2 separate regions of the Triticum aestivum genome follow, and region 1 is linked to region 2. A link is a contact called in public Hi-C data. All regions are on one chromosome and are shown on one strand. Each heading gives the region's core, a stretch centred on a gene start, on an enhancer-like site or on the middle of the called end of the contact. The rest is flanking DNA. Distances are from core to core; before and after follow the strand shown.

Evidence for each region. A called contact is a pair of places that touch in the nucleus more often than the background predicts.
Region 1: a contact with region 2 is called in a Hi-C map of leaf, with 5 times the contacts expected there. The contact joins the promoter of LOC123189465 here to the promoter of LOC123189458 in region 2. A contact is called at or near these places in 2 of 5 Hi-C or Micro-C datasets (both in leaf).

Annotation. Positions count from the first base shown.
Region 1 is chr2A:566,689,789-566,694,348 of IWGSC CS RefSeq v2.1, forward strand. LOC123189465 (indole-3-glycerol phosphate synthase, chloroplastic) reads left to right here and starts at 1,272. Exons shown (of 10, transcript XM_044601888.1): 1 at 1,272-1,522; 2 at 1,601-1,870; 3 at 1,978-2,154; 4 at 2,573-2,647; 5 at 2,746-2,790; 6 at 2,896-3,060; 7 at 3,221-3,299; 8 at 3,993-4,075. The coding sequence starts at 1,343. LOC123189464 (protection of telomeres protein 1b) reads left to right here. Exons shown (of 10, transcript XM_044601887.1): 10 at 1-482.
Region 2 is chr2A:565,893,182-565,897,156 of IWGSC CS RefSeq v2.1, forward strand. LOC123189458 (F-box protein At5g39250) reads right to left here and starts at 2,088. Exons shown (of 2, transcript XM_044601877.1): 1 at 1,833-2,088; 2 at 1-496. The coding sequence starts at 408. LOC123189459 (pentatricopeptide repeat-containing protein At4g39952, mitochondrial) reads right to left here. Exons shown (of 2, transcript XM_044601880.1): 2 at 2,870-3,877.

The sequences.
Region 1 (4,560 bases), core at 22-2,521, 800 kb after region 2:
GCGAACCACCTCGGGGACGGCACTGTGTACGGACAGAGTGGTCTGCCTGAGTTGGCACTACCAGTCATCCCGTTGCTGCTGTTTGTTCCTTAGACTGGAGGAGCCACTCTGTTGCTGTTACTGGATTGGTGCAGTTTTCGTGCAGTCGATGGCATGATGGCACTAGTCAGTGGTCACTAGTGTGAGTCCTGTATGACTTGTGCTCCTCCCAAAGTCGCGAAGTCGACGGCGCTAGCTTAGTTGGTGTGTGTCGTGGGGAAGAAACGTGAGGAGTTTCCTGGACGAAAGCGCGTTGCAGTTTCCCGCCGGAGGCGCTGGGTTCGCCGCACGGCACGGCGTTGACGGCCAAGTCGTGGTGTTGACGGTCCGGTCACTTGCTTTCTTAGCGTGCAGGCAAAGGAAATCAAAGCTAGTCGATAGTCCTGAGTTTCACACCATCAGTGCGGTTGAGTTTTATGTCATGCTGCTGGATACTTGCTCGACTTTGCGTGCACTGACTGGATCACCCTGTGTTCAACTAATTCCTCTGTTAGGAGAATTGCCAACTTCCACTAAATTGTACCCCCTCTCTAAAATTAACCGAAAATTTCGATATGTTCCAGGTCAAAATTGTACTCTTTAAAATTCCGCCGTCGATCTGCTTCATCTACATTGGCCTTAGGACCATCGAGGCGTGGTGGATCCCGGTCTTTACAGGTGGGAGGGCTCCCGCTTTGTTTTTTGGTGGGTGTTTTTAATTTCTTTAGGGTTTGTGTCCTGCTAAGAAAGGCGAGGCGTGACGGCTCACTAAAGATGGAGTGATGTTCTTCTGGCCTAGCCTCCGTCCCGGCGGTGCACATCGGAAGGCGTGTGGAGGTGTATTCGGTGGATCTTGCGGGATTTTGTTGGTGTTTGTCTTCGGTCGTTTTGTTTGGATCCGGTCTATTGGATCCTTTCGATCTCTCTTCATCGGTGATGGTTGTTGTTCTGGTGCGCTGGTTCTTTGGGCTTTTTTTCGGAAAAATTCCGATCTATTCAGTAAAGAAGGGTGATGACGGCGGCGCACCTTCGACTTGCTCCAGTGTTTCTAGTCGTTGCTAGGTGATAGTAATTTCTATTGATTCTTGTGTTCTTAGTATTGCCATGATGTTTAAAGAATAAATCTGAAGTTTTAAAAAGGAAAAACTGAACTTAATTAATTTAATTTAGGATAAAGCTGAAATTTTAAAGAATTTCGAAAGTGATAGGATAGCGAGGCTGAGGCCCCGCGCCCCCGCCAGGAAAGCAGCCGCCCGTGCCCCCACCTCCACCTTCTCTCAGTCCATCTTTCCCCTTCCCTCCATAAATCCCGACACCTCCTCCAATGGAGGCGCTCGCTACCGCACCCGCGCCGTCACGTCCAGGCCCCCCACCCCCGACCCGCTGCTCCCATCTCCGCCGCCCCAAAGCCCTAGCCACCTCCAAGCTCCCTCGCCGCGTCATCGCCGCCCTTCACATGGACGGCCCCCGCGCCGCGCCCCTTCGCTGCACTCCCGCCGAGACGGTGAGTCGCCAACTTGCTCCCGCGTATCCCCGTGGAAGGCAGAGTTCATAACTGATTGGTTGTCTGGATGCCGCGCAGGACGCGGTGGCGACGACCTCGGACCAGACCGAGACGGCGGCGGCGGTCGAAGCCACCGAGCTGGGCAACAACGGGGCCCCGGCCCCGGCGGCGGACGCCCCCGCCGCCAGCATCGAGGGGCTGGACGGGATAAAGATCCGGAGGCGCCCGGTCACGGGCCCGTCCGTGCACCACGTGGGCCCCTTCCAGTTCCGCCTCGAGAACGAGGGCAACACGCCGCGCAACATCCTCGAGAAGATTGTCTGGAACAAGGACGTTGAGATTTGGCAGGTACGATGATGTTCTGGACTTCCGGAGCATTGTGCTTGTGCTGCCCTGTGCAAAGTGATGTTTCATGTGATGCCAAATTCGTGCTCTGGCTGATTTGTGTTCGCCAGATGAAGGAGAAAATGCCCCTGTACAGGCTGAAAGGTCCGCTGGACAATGCGCCTCCGGCCAGGGACTTTGTTGCTGCGCTGAAAGCGTCCTACGATCGGACTGCTCTGCCCGCTCTGATTGCGGAGGTGAAGAAGGGGTCGCCAAGCCGGGGGGTTCTTAGGGAGAATTTTGAACCGGTGAGTTTATGGGATGAGTAGTGATGCTGAAATTAGGTGCAGGCAGCCTGTGCAGTCTCTTGGTCATGTATGTTATCGCCTTATTGGAGTTCACCTGCTCACTGAATGTGATTTATATTGAATGCATAAACTACCATTTCGACGATACTATCTTGTATGTGAACTTATTTCAATTAATGGGTCATACAACTGTAGGGAGAGATATCAAACTATGCTTGCCCTTTTAGTTATTTGACTACCTACCATCCACCTGATTTGCCTATTCCCTGTTATTGGGACTTACATTGTTGACATTCACTAGCACAAACATACACTGTTTTTTTTTTCTTGAAGGAGGTGCTGTTGCTCTTCATTTGTAATACCAACTAAGAAGCGCAGATGCACCTAAACTAACTAATGTTTGTTGGGACATAAACAGGTCGAGATCGCTCAAGCGTACGAGAAAAATGGAGCAGCATGCTTAAGTGTTCTTACAGATTCAAAATTCTTTCAGGTTAGTAGTTTCTTCTCTAGGAGATCTGGATCCTTATTTTTGTATGTTGTGGAGTTATCTGTACTGAAGATACTTGGTTTCCTTTGATATGCAACCAGGGAAGTTTCGACTACTTGGAGGCTATACGCAATGCTGGAGTGAAGGTACTGTATATTTGGCCATATGCTTTACTACTTGCAGAAGTCAATGATTTCATATGTGGTAGTTTGAATGCATGAAAGGCTCATGATCTGATCTTCTGAACGCAGTGTCCTCTTCTGTGCAAAGAGTTCATCATTGACGCTTGGCAGCTTTACTATGCACGGTCTAAGGGAGCAGATGCTGTTCTTCTGATTGCCGCCATCTTACCTGATCGTGATATCAGTTATATGCTGAAAATATGCAAAATACTCGGGATGGCAGCTCTAGTTGAGGTTTGTGAATTATTTTTGCAACATATGTTGTATGTTGAAGGCTTTCGACTCTCCTCTCTTGTTGGACTGGAGTAATTCTATTTGCTGCTGCAGAATAAATCAAATGCACCTTCAGCATTCGAAGTCTGATGGAATTAACATGTTAATTGTGTTGTTGAAGGTGCATGATGAAAGGGAAATCGACCGTGTTATAGGGATAGCTGGCATTCAGCTTATTGGCATCAATAACCGTAATCTTGGTATGACATTGTTCATTTGGTTTAGTTATAAGTTTTGTTGGCACATATTATATATAACAATCTGGGGGTGTTTGTTGAGAGCAAAACCCGTCCAGCACCAAAAAAAAAAGACTCCACGTTACTCAGCTTGTAATGCACACATGCATGACAATCTTTGAACGGTCTGAAGAAACCATATTTGAACATCCCTATCTATGTCACATATGTTCTTTACCCTATATATGTCACATATGTTCTTTACCCTATCTATGTCACATATGTTCTTTACAAGTCATTGCAGTTATTTTATCACCTGGATGCTTGTTGCTTCGTACAAACTAATGGATCATTTATTCTATTTGCCATCATAAATCATATACTATGGAGCTACTGTGGGACGGAGGGAGTATAATTTTTTTGAATTTCCAAGGAGTTGTCACAGTGCAGACCGCACAGTGCAGACCACACATGCATGAGCGTGCCCGTGGGAAGGATGTGCTCTCTTTTGGTGTTTAATTATGTATAATCCAGATTATTTGATTCTTAAAATGTAAAAGCTAGAGCTACACTTTAGATCTTGATATCCAACCTTAAGGACGTAAAACATGGTAATGCGTTCACTATTGAAAGTAGATGATTAAAGATGTTAATCTTGTGGTGCTTCAAATTAGGTTCTAGGATCAATAATTCACAGGACACATAATTTTATTGCAGAAACTTTTGAAGTTGACATTTCAAACACGAAAAAGCTTCTGGAGGGTGAACGGGGACAACTTATAGCCCAGAAGGACATAATTGTAAGTAACCGCATGTCTCTTGCTGCCAATTTTGTGCACTTCACAGTAGTTACTTACCACACGTTGCAGTATTTGATAACGAAGCACTATCCAAATATTTTATTTTATATTTTGTAAATTTTGGCATCTGCTACTAGCATTAGTCAATTTTTTTCAGTTTAAATTATCGGCATCTCTTGTAACCTCATTACTGGCATTTAGGTAGCATTATGCCGTGAATCAGGCATATGTATTATTAATGGTGTAACTGTACATGAATTTAACTCGGTTAGCTCAAGGGAGACCACTGGCAATGATACTCTTATCAGCCCATATAAGGCAGGGTAGCTCTTGGCACACGGAGTAACATAAATTAGTTATGTGCAGTTAAGGCTCACCATGAGAAAATTTTCGTTGAACTGTAGTTCATCTATGTCATGTTCTATTTTCACTGCCCATATTGCTATCCAGAAGTTCTCAGTACAAAATTCGTCCATGTTGGATTA
Region 2 (3,975 bases), core at 838-3,337:
GCAGTCTGCGGCATTCAGATGTGCAACAAGTACATCTGGTATGCCGCCAGGTGTGTTCTGTAAACCTGCTCGAAGAATGCAGCCTGAAACTGCTTGAGAGAAGATTAGTGATCCCTCAAGCCACATGTCAATGTAAAACACCAGATCCTCAAAAGTGAGCTTAGGTACAGGAAGGTGCACTGTCTTCCGTGGCTTGGAGAACGTTAAATAGAGCTTTTGGAAGTTTGTGTCAGAAGGAGGCTGTTTGCAGATGGAAGGCCATTTCCGTGAGCAGATGCATTTCCAGAAGTAATCATCCTTTGCAATTTCGCACCATTGGCGGCATACAAGCATGCAAAAGACTAAGTCTTTACCATCCAGTAGAGGGAAAACAGCCTTCAGAACTTCACCAGGAAATCCATTTTCCATTCTCAATCACTGAACTGAAGGAAATGGAATGCCTCTACCCTCTAGGATCGAGGCTTCAGCTACAAACCAAAAAGTGAACCGGAAGTGCCTATTAATAAGAGATGGTTAAACAAATACTGATCAATTCATGCCCAGTCAAAAACTGAAGTAGCAAGACTACTGCTATCTTTTAATTCACTATAATCTGAATCTGCATGGATGATAAACGTAGAAGAGTATACCTAGACTAAGCAGAACATGGACCAATGGCTATTGCTAGAACATACTCCCTCCGTCCCACAATATAAGATCGTTTTGCAAGCTAAAACAGCTTGCAAAACGATCTTACATTATGGGACGGAAGGGGTAGTCCATAAAGAAAATAGCTTCCATCTTCCAGATCAGTAATAATTTGGAAATGTGATGTCTGTTGGAGTTGGGTGTGTGAACTACACAAGAATGATAGAAGAAATAAATGATCAATTTGATTAACAAGCTTTCAAATAATACCGGCAGTAATGGAAACTATATTTGTTTCTGAGTCACAAACAAATGATCCAACCGATTACCACGAGTAGTTGCTATGATCAAACTGATTTGACACAATACCACGATAAGCATTCACCATGGTGTCTAAATAGCTAGCCCCCACTAACTATTTCTCTCAACATGCAAGCATGCCACATCATCACACAACATGCATGAGAAAAGGTCCACCCCCACTACCATATGTCTTTTAACATGCAAGCATGCCACTTGATCGTGAAATATGCATGAAAAAAGACACATCTCAACATGCAAACGGACATGAGAATTTTCATTCTATTATGCTATTTATACATTTTACATTTATATAGTAATCAAACATAATAAATTATATGTATTTTTAGTTTTAGCCTTTTATATTATTGCTTCAAATATTCATGTTTCATACAATGAATCACACTGAAATGTGTTGCATAATATTCCCGCAACAACGTGCGGGGTATCATCTAGTTTACTCAAAAGCACAAACCGAACCATGACACCCCAACTCTTTGTTGATAATGCATCATGTACATGTTGTTGATCTCCAACGCATTCATTTACCGTTAACCACTCCAATCTTTCTTGAGTGAAAGCCAATGGAAAGTATTGTAACTAGTACTGTACGTACTATATATACTAGCTGTACAAGTTTATGCTAAACTGATATATGATCCCAAAACATGAAAAATGAAACCTACAATTGATTGCCCCCAACAACCAGGGAGGTAATGAAACACCTAGCGTTCGGAAGGAGAAAAGATACTACCAACTTCTCAAATATACAACAGAAAAATCGAACGTTCAACGGAATTTTACTTGTGCCTACTAGCCACGGGGTCAGCGGTTGTCCGGATTCGGGGGTGATGCTGTGAACAAAAAATAAGGGGGTGTAGAGAAAGGGAAGTAAAGGAACCCACCGTGGCTAGGAAGAACCGTCGGTAAGGCGGCCCGCCGGCGTAGATCTGCAGAGACCGGTGAGGATGAAGGGGCGGTCGTCGATCTTGTAGCGATGGACGACGGGGTGGCAACGTCGGAAGATGGACGCGCAGGGGAAGAGAGGTCGCCGTCGCCGGAGAGATTCGCCCATAGACAAACAAGGAAGGAGCAGGATCGGTGTCTGGGAATGGGAGAGGAATGGGGACCCGGAGGTGCTCGGTGTCGGTCGGAGAAACCTGGGGTATCCCGAAGCCAGGCTGTCACATGTGGGTTGGGCCGTATGCGCCGATGGGTCAGATTTGTGTATCTAACGCGCCCGCCGCCCACACGTATCTGAAGCCCAAAAATCGAGTCGAGTCCTCCATTTGGAAGTTGGCATTGTCTAAAAAAAATGAAGTTGGCAGGCGCGTCATAACCGGCACAAGAATGGCATTGTCATTCCTTGCTCTCGGCTGCACCCAACAAGGCCCCCTTATCCTAAAAAAATGCTATTACTCCTGATTTTCTCCTCTATTTTTCCTCTTCGACGAATTAAAAATATACTCCCTCTGTAAACTAATACTCACTCCGTTCCAAAATAAGTGTCTCAATCTTAGTACAACTTTGTACTAGAGTTAGTATAAAGTTGAGACACTTATTTTAGGACGGAGGGAGTATAAGAGCGTTTAGATCTAGTGATCTAAACGCTCTTATATTAGTTTATGGAGGGAGTATTATTGAAGATAAATAACAGATTTTAAACCTATATTATTGATAAAAAATGTCCAGAGATTCAAAAAATGTTCTTGAGTTTTAAAAGTTCATGAAATTTAAAAAATGTTCAGGAATTTATTAAAAATTGGGATATTTTAAAATGTCTGAATTTCAAAAAAAATGTTCACAAATTTAGAAATAAACACGAATTTTAAAATATTCATGGATTTATAAACAGGTAAAAGAAAGGAACCAAAATTAAAAAGTAAACAAACAAACGGAAAAAAAACCCTCCAAAAATCAGTAGAAGAGAAAAAAGCCCCGACAAACAAAAAAAAGGCTGCTGATGCGCTGGCTCAGATGCAAGAGATGGTGGAAGAAGAACAATTAGTTTCTAAGTAAACATGGAATAGTGAGTTGTGGGGCATACATCTTCACATTTGACGGTGCTTTGACATTAACAGTTGGAGCATCATAACAGTTCTTGTGATCATGGCAAAAGATCTCATGACTGATCATGATCCAGCGGCATGGGCTCAGTGCTATGATGCAAACGTATCAGTATTCAGTAAGCATGCCATCCACCTTGGCTGAACCATGAAGAATTGCCTCTTATATTACATATGGATGAGACAATAAATCAATGAGGGGCATTTTCCCCAAGAAGTGTTTACTTCCTTTACGGGCATAGCCTTTAGGATCGAACCATTATAAAATGTGAAGAAACTTACATGCATCATTCCCAAACCTGAATCAGGCTCTATGTAAATGAGCAATTGATGTCACTAATGAGCGAGTTCTGATCCAGCTAGACCACTATACACTCCGTTTTACAAAACCAATGCTGTCTCTTTAGACGCAGGTTAACTCCAGTCAATTTGTTGTATTTATGGGCCGTGTGGGGACAATAGCATATAAACTGGGCGTTCCAGCACGGGTTCATATTCACAATCTTTTTCATGCGAGTCTTCTGAAGTGCTTCCATGTTGATCCACCAGATGCGCCACCAGCATTAACGTTGATTTATCACGTTCAAATAATCCTGAGGCAAATGAAGTCTTGGGGCACGGTAGCAAGTGGTGTTCAGAAAATTTTGGTACAATAGGAAGAAAAGATCCAGGATTTTCAGCTCAAACACGAGCTGCTTGAGGAGGCGGGGAGTAATGTCGTATGCACAAAAATAGTTCCAGATGTACATATTTGCAATCAAACTCCAAAAGTGGAATAGGTTCCAATTGAGTTACCTGCTATCTTCTTCCAGTGGTTCTGAACATTTTTCATGCACTTTTGCTCATCCAAATGGCCTATATGAAATTCGCTGGACAATTTTCTTCTGCAGAAGTGTGAACCATCATGTCATGTATTAGAAAATAGCATGGTGTCCAAAACAGCCAGGAGGATCTAGATACATGGAGAGGTGAATGAGAAGTT